Linked DNA regions of Gasterosteus aculeatus: regions 1 and 2 are each linked to region 3. Evidence: chromatin contacts called from public Hi-C data. All regions are on one chromosome and are shown on one strand. Each heading gives the region's core, a stretch centred on a gene start, on an enhancer-like site or on the middle of the called end of the contact. The rest is flanking DNA. Distances are from core to core; before and after follow the strand shown. Region 1 has its middle 11 kb from the start of pkr1. Region 2 has its middle 34 kb from the start of irf2bp2a. Region 3 holds the start of irf2bp2a (interferon regulatory factor 2 binding protein 2a).

Region 1 (3,363 bases), core at 234-2,733, 60 kb before region 3:
TGTTTAAAAGGACCATAAGGAGCAAGACGTTGCTCACGGAAAGATGGATTGATAGTTTCAGCTCAGTGTTTTGGAATTACAGCCTGTAAATGAGTGATATCATCACTTAAATTCTCTTCAATCACACAGAACTAAGAATTGTTATGTTTTTGATACAATTTGAAAGTATGTTGTTTGAATAATGTGGTCCCACTCTTCACTGAAGTAATGCACACTACACTAGTTTTGGAGGAATTGACATTCTTCCATCAAAAATGTGTCCTTTCTAATGAGGGAAAGTGACTTGTGGGACATGGACTCAATGAACACTGATATTTTCTTTGCAAAACAAATGCGTATTGTCACCACAGCCTGCAGAAGATTTTGTTGGGCGTATGTCACATCGCACTCTTGACGGACCACAGAAGAAGGTTTCACCAGACACAGTGACAGTGTTGTTCTTCCCCCTACAGATTATATTAAATGGCCTAATTCAAAGAAAAACACCAGAATCAGCTCCAGTGAGCAGAGCAGACTCAATCTCCCTCTCACACATATTTCCGCTATAAAACTCACTCCATCACAACTGGTGGACATCAAATGCCCTGTAAATCAGAGACGGTACGCAAACGTTACCCAACGTCAGTCAAACCATTCATCACAACATTCATTCACACTTTTTATATTCACTCACAAATACTTCCCTCTGTCTCTTGAGAGTAGCCGAATATTTTGACACCACAGGAGGTCTTTGATTAGGCGTTGTTGTTTATCACTGATGGACAGACTGATGGACAGCGTGCTGTCCCGGTTGGTCTTCTCGATCTAACAAATGTCCATAAACAGTAAGATTCTCCGATTCATCTTTAAGTCACACCTAAAGTAACTCCTTTGAACCACAACGTGTCACTTTGGACACTTTGGAGAAATAAGTATAAGTAAGTAATAAGTATTGTTTTTCCTATCTGTTTGTGTGTGTGTGTGTGTGTGTGTGTGTGTGTGTGTGTGGCTGTTTGGCAGACCTGCGCTCCGCGTGGCAGCTGAAGGAGCTGTCAGAACAACGTGACTTACGACGCCTCGTGTCACTTTGTGTGGGCTGGTAATTTACTACAAGTGATATTGCATTCTCTGTCTTGACGGCCTGCCAACGCCGTCAACTGGCAAAGCCAGAAAAGTCGTCAACCGCCTGCTGCCCCCTTAAATCCCCAAACTGTCCAAAAGTCTTTGTGCACTCGCCGCCACACCTCTCAGCCTCAAAGGGTCAAGGGCACATCGGCAGAGGTAAATCTTTAACAAGGTGTAGAGTCAGGCCCATGTGGAGTTCAGCAGTTCACAGCAGAGCAGCAGGGGAGGCGTCAGCGTGTCAGGAGGATCCTCTGCAGGCTTTCACAGCCAGTTATTTCCGTTTTTTTTTCTTTTGCAGAAACGACACCTTCTGACGGCCCAGCTGTTGTACCGGTCGGCCGCCGGAAAGACACGCGTGAGGTGACGCAATCACGCCGCTGGAGTGGAAGCTCGTGTGAGACGTATGGGGAGACATCTTGCACCGGGGAGGAACAGAAACAGCGCACGTGGTGTCAGAGCTTGTGACTTTATATGTGACGGGTGTTATGTTGAGTTTGAGCCCACTGCAACCACAGTGCAACGCGGATCCCTCCAGAACAAGCACGCAGACATCTGAACGTCCTCCTCATTGCTCTCATAAATATATCATACTTGTGGTTTTAAAAATAGGAAACGCAGTCCCCCTAAAAGGGAGTAAAGTAACAATTTTATTTGCTTCTAAATAATTGAGAAGGAAGGATGCTGCTCCTGCAGCAACAGACTGGAGCCATGCGATAGGATTCAAGTCCATGCGCTATTAAAAGCTTCATATTGAAGTGTTTACAGTCTGGAAATTACAATATCCATCCCTGGCAGGATCAAGCAAGCTGACTTCACGGCATAATTTAAATGCTAAGTGACAGTAAATGTGGGCGGCGTGATGGCAGCATTGATTACCTGAAGCTCATCAAACTGGCAGTTGAATTGAACAATAAAGTGAATCGACAGGGATGAATTACGTCTGTAATGTTTGTGGACTCACATTTGCCTCCTCCTCTTGTGTGTCGGTGATTATCTGGCCGGCACCTATGGGAGAAGCTGGGAGGGAGATGAAAGCGCTGCGAAACCAGGACGTGAACAAAGCCAGAAACAGAAAAAAGGGGGCCAGCGCTTGAACACCGAGCCACGACAGACACCCGTTGGGGGCCGTTTTATTCCGCTGCCAGGAGCTTTTTAGGATTTGTTTTATCTGCTCTGCCTTCCCCACCCGCTGACACGCCCGGCCCTCTGGATGGTGCTCCACACGATCTGTGTCCTGCTCGAGCCAACGCGCTCTATTTCCTGCCTGAGGCTTTGCATTTGCGTGAAAGGTCACTTAAGGTCGTATGTTTAATACAAATGAACTTAAAACAGATTTGATCTTTCATCTGGATTCTCCTTTCTTTGGAGGACTCGTATGAAAACACCTGAAGACTGGTGAGAGCAGCAGCGCGTGTCTTGCTGAGACATGTCCCAATCCATGAATGAAAGAGGCCACCACAATAGGTGGGATTAGATGGATGAGGCGAAGCCGGCAGCTGTTTCCATCATTCAATCGCATGCTTTACTGAAACCACCTTTTCCTCTTTTAGCTATGAGGATCTTTTGTGAATAAAATGAATCGCTCTCTGTGGTGGATCGTTCTCATTGAATCAAGCTAATTCTTGTCGGGATGGTACTAAGACGGTATTAAGTAGACAAAGTGATTTCTGCCTTGACTCTTTTGTCATGAGAGAGAGGGTGCTGAGGTCAAGTGAGGTGAGGTCTTTTCTCCGCTCCAAAGTCAGTTATCTGTCTTATCTTTATTTAGTCGGAGAATATTTGGCCTCATACTGTCATTGATTTGTTGGATGCAGTTACACAAAGTTCCTGCAGTGCCACTATTACCCTTGAGTGTTGAGTGAAATGTAATGACATCTGCTTAATTATTATTACTAGTTTGTTTGTATAGTTGGGCCTAAAGGAAGCGCATAGACGTCCCATGATGGGACCTTGAGGAGCCCCGCACGTTATGCGGTGTCATCGCGTTGTAGTGGAAGAGAAGTATAGAGGCAGAGAAAAATGGAAATAAGGATAAAGTGAAATACAGGCCCCTCAAAATTGTAATAAGAACAGCACTTGAGCAAATTTTTACACTGATACTTTGATAATTGTTCCACAGGTCACTATTTTCAAAAACACAAAGTATAAGATGGTCTTCTAGCGCCGGTGATACAGCTGGACTTGATTAGATGTTTTAATTTCCAATCATGAATATGTATTATTACTAATATTTAGATATCGTCACTCAGCAACTGCCCC
Region 2 (3,537 bases), core at 163-2,662, 35 kb before region 3:
GGCTGGCTTGTTGCTGGCGCTTCACTCCTTTGTATTCCATTGTACTCCTTTCCCTCTTTCTCTCTCTTTTTTTTTTTTTTGCATTTTCATTTTCTCTGACGAGGCTTACAAGGATTTCTCTTGTATGAATGAAAGCACAAGCGGTGCTAGTAATGAAAATAAGCAAGGTGAGATAAACCGAGCCAGTAAACGGGGTAGAAAAAGGCCGCGGCGCTCGGGGATGATAAGGGAGGGAGCGAGTGCAGTCTGGACCTGAGGAACTGGAGACATGAGTCATGGCGAGCAATCTCCCCGGGGGCTCGTTGCTGCAGTCTATAAATGGAAATAGCAGAAAAACAGCGGCTTCCCTCGCCCACCCAGGACTAGGTTATGCCTTATTAGAACGTGATGGCTTATGACAGCGGGCGCTTTGTTTAGCCCCGAGCCTGTTCTAGTTCTGCTCTCAAAACATGCCGCTAAATACATACACACAGATATATATCTACACATCTGTGTTATAAACACACAACATATCTGTATAAACACACACCCTTAGTGTCTCCTTGGCAGCTTTGATGAAACATTTCCAGTTATCTTGGACAACAGTGTGTGCAGTCTTGTAAAGTGACCAAGAGGGAAGCGTTGCCTCGATCAACACCGTATATGTTCATAAATCTGCAAATTATCTGAGGGAAATATTTAACTTGTTGTCAAGAACTAAACCAGAGATTCCCCAAACTTCCTCCTTATAAGTGTATTATGTTTTGTTAATGTTTTATTGTTTTTTTGTACCTCCCCTATTTCTCCCATTTCTCCTCCAAACAGTTGAAATTGTTCTAAATAGAAATATGCCAATATTTAAGGAAAAAAACAAAACAATCAAAAGTTCAAATGTTTTATTCAGACATGTGTCTTTGTTTTAAAAAAATATTTATTTGGTCGGGAATCCCATCTAAAATATATCCTAATAATGTCAGTCATTGAAGGTGATTTTATGGATAATTTCTTTTGATAAGTAACAAAAGGATCTCAATATATCTTCCACCCCAAATACCGTTAAGAGTACACAGCAACACAAATGTTACATTATATGTTTCAGAGAAAGGACACCGAGATAAAGGCACAGAAAGGGCAGATGGTTATATTGAGAAAAGCCCTGAAAGGACGTGTTTGGACAAAGTCAACCCTCCGCATTCACGCGGCATGTCTTTGTCTCTCCAGCTGAAAAGGTTACAGGCTAAACTACATGTCTGCCTGATTTCGTCAGCTGCGTTGTCATATCAACCTGGCGCTCCGTGGCCGCTGGGTGCGAGCCAGGAGCAACACGCCACCTGCTCGGCCTCCCTCCCTCCACCCCGCCCCACCCCTCACCCCCTTTCCCGCTCCTCCCCTCCCTGTACTTCTGAGAGCTATCTGCCCACCTGCCTCCGTGGTACGCAGACACACCCTGCCCACCGCTCCTCCTTGATAGCCCGCAGCCACAGCAGAGCTGGTCTGCACAGGAGCACAGACGGCGCTGCAGCATGCCCGGCCGCCACGCCAGAGGAGGGAGGGATTTACATTGCTTTCGGGCCTTTGTTTAGCCGCCACCGCTTAAAAACTCCCCGCCAGGTCGTGTTTGCTCTTTTTTCCCCCACCTGTCGTCACGTTGCTCTCTTTCATCTGTACGGGTTCATCACAGAGATCCCCCCTCCCCCTGCTCGAGGCAGTGAAGACAATTATCTTAGTGGTGAGAGGGAAAGGTGTGCAATGGTGAGCAGAAGAGGGACCCAGGTGAAGAGCGGGCGCGGCTTTCCGCTGAAGGCCAGCCCTGTGTTTATTGTTGGGGTCATTGTTATAGTTATGATAATGTGCATTTATCTGGATATGATGATGATTTTGCCTTGGTGACTGATGTAAAATTATGCTGTAACGTGTCAAGCAGGAAAATAATAAATGTCTCTGACAATTTGCCATTTTCTTCTCTGTGTATTTTTTCATCCTGAGTGCATTTCATGGAATCAATTGAAAAGCATGCATGCACATTTGTCAAGCCACTGTATTGGTGCTTTAACATTTAATATTGAATCTATTGCCTCTCAAAAGGTTTTAGAAAGTGCTACGACTAAGCCGGATAGAAGCTTACACTTCTAACTACGACAACAGTGCCCCCCAAAAAAGGAAAAAGACAATATTTAGTGTCAATGGAGTAATTCATATTTTAATGTTTCATGCAAAAGGAGCACTGGAGAAAATAAAGATCTTCAAAGCAAAAAATGAGATATTACATACTGTGAGACGTTTTTTTCAATGGATTTGGATAAAATGGTGACACAGTGTTGCACTAAATGAAAAAGCTAGAAACTCAGGTATGAACAGCTCTTGACATCTAATGTAATCATTTAAATCCAATAAAGGCTAAGGGAAATACATGTGCAAATTCAATAACGTGCCTCCGCTTGGTAGCCCATTTAGTTTTTTTTCGGATAGAAAACTCCCCTAATACTAAATGGCACAGTTGGTTTAGTGCGTGATGCAACTGACGGCAACCAGAAATAACACGGCAGTGTGCAGTAATGATGTGTTTTTAGTTTCAGTTTATAGGCTTTATTTGTTTTTCCTCCATCTAGATGAGAGCAATGCTGCTTCAGCACAGCATCAACAGCCCACAGGGGCTCATTCTCAAACATAGTCCTCCTCCACACGCTGATCTCACCGCAGGGCTTTGGCTTTCCATCCCAGCAGCCCTGTGGCCCGCATGACAACCGGGGGCCTGTTTTTGCCTGCAACACAGCGCCGCCGCCCTGAGCTAACTCTGACTCTTGACAGTCAAAACATATTACTGGCCCAGGTGACCGAAGCTAAGCTATACAAACACTCCCGGGGGGGGTAGGATGCTTTTAAGCAAACGCGATGTCACAGGGGTAGATTTTAATATACAAGCCAAGCAGACGGCACATATTTGCTTGGTTGAATAATAGTTTTCCAAAAGAGGAATTGTAAACAAAAGAGCTGAGAGTGAGAGCAGCACAAACCAGCCGTTTGGATTTCAAAGCCACGCCGGGTCACATTTACAGGAAGTCTGAATCAGATAGACATCTTTGCAAGGTTATAAAAAATACTCTGGGAAACGAAGCTACGGCCCGTTGCACAAGAGCCTTATCCAGCCGCGGGAAGATGGAGTTATTCCAGTTTCATTGTCGGCGCTGGGGCTTGAGTCATCGTGGAAGTCTTCTGGTGCAATATTTACCCGCATAAGTCACACAGAGACAGAAAGGGAGGCAGATTTGGGCAATTCACCGCCGTGTCCTTACATCTCCTTCGACAAAGTCTGTCGTCTGTCGTGTCGTGCTTGTGTTCCCATACCGGCATCCATATCAATTACTTAACGGGCAGCATCCTCTTCAAGGTGCTCGAAAATGAGGTTTCAACGTCAGCTGAGAGACATGAATGACGGAGCTTTCCCCTGCAGGCTGTTCAGCAAACCCGTCGGCACGCGCTGACTGAAACCGAAACCCTCCCATCGCAATAACACTGAAATCCAGGCTTACGCAAGCAACATATTCCTCTTGCATCAGC
Region 3 (3,511 bases), core at 472-2,971:
GGACTGGGGGCATTTTCAGTCCGTCGGTAGGCGGTGGTAACCACTGCTGTCCTTCTCCGTTGAGCTTGGCGGCTGTCCCTTCCCCGTCTGGTTCGGGAGAGGCTTTTCTCTTCATGCTCCGGGGGTGTTTTCCTCTGTCTGGAGGTGGGAAAGGGTTAAACAGAGCCGTTGAGTTGCACAGCTCAGACTGTTGCTCAATAATTACACTAGTGGAGAGATGTGCAATTCCTTTTTTTTTTTTGGGCTGTACCACGGGGTGCAAAACAATAATAACGAGCACAACAAAACGCATGCAGTATGCACCTCGAATTGTGCAGACCTACTACTAGATGTGTCATTTCACACGTTATTAACCCGTTCGTGTGCACGAACGAGTCATCGAATACAATACAATATTGAATTTTGCACCAAAAAAAAGGGAAAAATGACAGAAAATATCCTTAAATTTCAACACGTCTGGATGCTCACCTGACTTAGAAGACGTGGCGCTGGTCTCGTAGCCCATAACCCTTTGTTGCATGGCCGCGTGGTCCTTCTTGAACCTGTTGTCGAACGTGTGCAGAGCCATCAGGTCCCTCACCGTCTTGCCCTTGCTCATCCAGTCCTGGTCCGCCCGGTTTTTGTGGCCGTCGGAGAGCTCCGGCGTGAGGCTGTCCGGTCTGTGCTTCTCCTTCCCGTCTCTGTCGTGCTCGGTGCTGGAGACCGAGGCGGGTCTCTTGCCCATCTCGGCGGGGCTGCCGCCCGCCAGCGCGGAGGGGAGTCCCATCTGGCCGCCTCGCCCGTTGACCGCGTGCGCCGGGGCCATGCTCCCGTTAACCAAAGGCACTAGATTCGGGGGCACCGCGCTATTCCTGCGCGGGTTGGGGCTCTGGCGGTTCAGCTCCGGCGGCTCGTCGGGCTTAGGAAATCCATTGGGGACCGGGATGCCGTTCGCCTGCCTGCCGGACTGGTACTCGGGACCCAGCCGCGGCGGGCGGTCGGAGGAGAGCGGGTAGCGGTCCAGCGGCTGCGGCGGCCGGGAGCCGGGGTCCCCCGCCGCGGCGTGGTTGATCGCCTGGATCTCCTTGCCGGAGAGCTGCGACTTCCCGGGACCGGGAGACCTGCCCTCCTGGAAGCCGTGAGCCCGCTTGAGCTGCCGGGCCGTCTCGATGACGAACTCGATGCGGTCGGCTCCTTCGTAGTTGACACATCCCCTGCAGACGGGCTCGGTAAAATCCCAGATCATGGCCCACGGCATGCGGGGCAAGTCGCACAAATAACACGACTGCCTCCTGGAAGACGCAGCGACCGCCGCGGACGACATAGCGCTCGTCGTCGACCCCCCTCCAACAAAAAAAAGGAACCCAAAATGTGTTTTTACCCCCTGCTTTCCTCCGGAGCGCCCTTTTAAAAAAGCCAACAACAACCCAAAAAAAAAAGGAGCAAGTTCCGATTGTCGAGAAGGAAAAAAAAAACACCCCACAAATGCGTCTCGTCCCGACTTTTTTCGAGCGACGACGTTGAAGTTTTAGAGGGAGACGTTGATGTCGGTGTGTACTTTACTACGGCGCTCCTCTATCTATCTCCAGCGACGCGCCACTACTGGCCCAACGTGGAGCCGTGACGTCACCGCGGAGCTCTAAACGCCTGCTTCCACTTCAGTTTCTATTGACTTGATTTCTTCGACAGCCCCCCCTTCCTCCCCCTTCCTCCCCCTCCACCCCCTTCCCCCCGCCACACACACACACACACACACACAGATACCGCAGCCTCTGTCACTCACTTCTTTTTTTAATATTTATTTTTATTTTATCACTTGAACCTCGGCCAGAACTGCACCCAGTTCGCCGTCACCGCCGCGTCCGCCTGAAGGGAATAACCCATCCGCAACAACAACAAAAAGGAAACATGGCACCGCAGATACCTGCGATCGTGCAAGCGAGAATATTTTGGTTTTGTTTTGTTTTAATGAAAAACGTGATTTTGGCGGCAGACCGCCGGGGGATGAATTAAACCGGGGGGAGAGGGAGCCGCCAGCGCCCGCAGTAACCCGCCGCTTTGTCCTCCGTCCTGCGCGTTATGCGCTGCGGCTTGTTTTTCTCAACGCGCGGCGCTGCTTTGCCGCTGTGCAATGGAGGAGGTGGGTCCGACAACTGTCAATCCAGCAGGGATCTTATAGAAATGTATGTTATGTTAAAGCAGCAGGTTCGTTTTTTTAATGGGAATATTTCAGGGTTTTACTGCCCGCCGTCGTGAACTCAACGCGCACTGACTAAAGAGAGAAAAAGGGCGCCTCTGTTCGCCAGTAACCAGGAAGCTCTGTCATGAGGTGGGGATTTCCAGCCAGTGCGCTGTAAGCTTGAATGGATCAGGGTTACAGCATGAAAATAGCTCTGCCCACATGCACTGAGCAGTCAGTCATGCAAAGCTGCCACTAAATGAAATTACACAGGAATGAATCAGCCAGTCCTTTTTTTTTTTCTTTCTCCCTTTTTTTTTAATAAACTCACTATCAAACCTCAAATGAAGTGTGTTAGTCTATAGGTTTAAAACGAGTAATGTGACATGATGGGAAAACAGACACTAGAAACAGGTCATATGCCTAAAAAAAAACAAAAACAGCCCCACCGCCCTGAAGGAAAAGTGTATGTTTGAACTGGAGGAGTGTCCCAGTAGTTGAGATTCCTCCCTCTCTGGGCTCATTCCAACTCATTGCAGCTTAGCCTTGGGCTTCGGGTGAGGCAATGCGTCTGTAACCTGCAGACACAAAGCAGGATATGTTTGTGCAAGTCCATGTGACGTTGGAAAGAGGAAGCAAGATGTTTAGTCACGTACCCTCATCCGCCTCACCCGTTTAGAGTACATGGAAACAACTCCGTTGACACCCAGCGAATGTAACGTTTGGTGCAGTTGCAGCATGTTTGATTCTTTCTGCAAGGCAACCTAACAATGCATCACAATAATATCCCCTTGAGGACAATCACATGGTTTTACTGCCGTCACACTGTTTCCCATCTCCGCTTTCTCTCAAACCTCAGTCCGCGTTGGGTAAACGACACACGGAAGAGCTTTAATGCATTATAACACAGTTAGCAATTGACTGCCGTGAAGGGGGAAAATAAACAAAAGTCCTTCCTTGAGTTTGTCGGGAAACGGTTGCCTGACGCTTTGATCCCTCGGTTTCCACTCAGCCGATTGTTGTGCAAGCAAACAGCTACACACTATTATGCAAGAGGGAGGCATGCTGGGATTCAATTAAATCCTAAATGACCCGCTTCTATAATGGAAAAATCCATTGCTTTAAAATAAACGCTGCAGCGGCTTGAAAGCAGAGACACAGTTACACTGTGCAGAGGCGACAAAGGACCAACGAAGCCAAACACGCTCTGATGGCGAAGCATGTACAGTAAAATCAAACTTGCAAACTTTTCTTTTTTTTCCAACATGGAGTAACTTAATGACAGCCAGGGTAATTAATACCTTGCACGTGACAGCACTGCAGGCCTGACGACATGACGTTACATCTCTTTCT

Evidence for each region. A called contact is a pair of places that touch in the nucleus more often than the background predicts.
Region 1: a Hi-C map of tail fin shows a contact between it and region 3, with 2.4 times the contacts expected there. The contact joins the enhancer-like site here to the promoter of irf2bp2a in region 3. A contact is called at or near these places in 4 of 6 Hi-C or Micro-C datasets (blood and trunk muscle, skeletal muscle, tail fin and 1 more).
Region 2: a contact with region 3 is called in a Hi-C map of tail fin, with 2.0 times the contacts expected there. The contact joins the enhancer-like site here to the promoter of irf2bp2a in region 3. A contact is called at or near these places in 2 of 6 Hi-C or Micro-C datasets (skeletal muscle and tail fin).

Annotation. Positions count from the first base shown.
Region 1 is chr6:7,641,096-7,644,458 of fGasAcu3.hap1.1, reverse strand. No RefSeq gene overlaps it. Among protein-coding and RNA genes, the nearest start is that of pkr1, 11 kb to the left of the region's middle. Within about 2 kb of position 1,483, at least 3 of the 9 cell types and tissues checked have open chromatin away from gene starts, as enhancers often do.
Region 2 is chr6:7,615,931-7,619,467 of fGasAcu3.hap1.1, reverse strand. No RefSeq gene overlaps it. Among protein-coding and RNA genes, the nearest start is that of irf2bp2a, 34 kb to the right of the region's middle. Within about 2 kb of position 1,412, at least 7 of the 9 cell types and tissues checked have open chromatin away from gene starts, as enhancers often do.
Region 3 is chr6:7,581,445-7,584,955 of fGasAcu3.hap1.1, reverse strand. irf2bp2a (interferon regulatory factor 2 binding protein 2a) reads right to left here and starts at 1,721. Exons shown (of 2, transcript XM_040177972.2): 1 at 469-1,721; 2 at 1-138. The coding sequence starts at 1,303.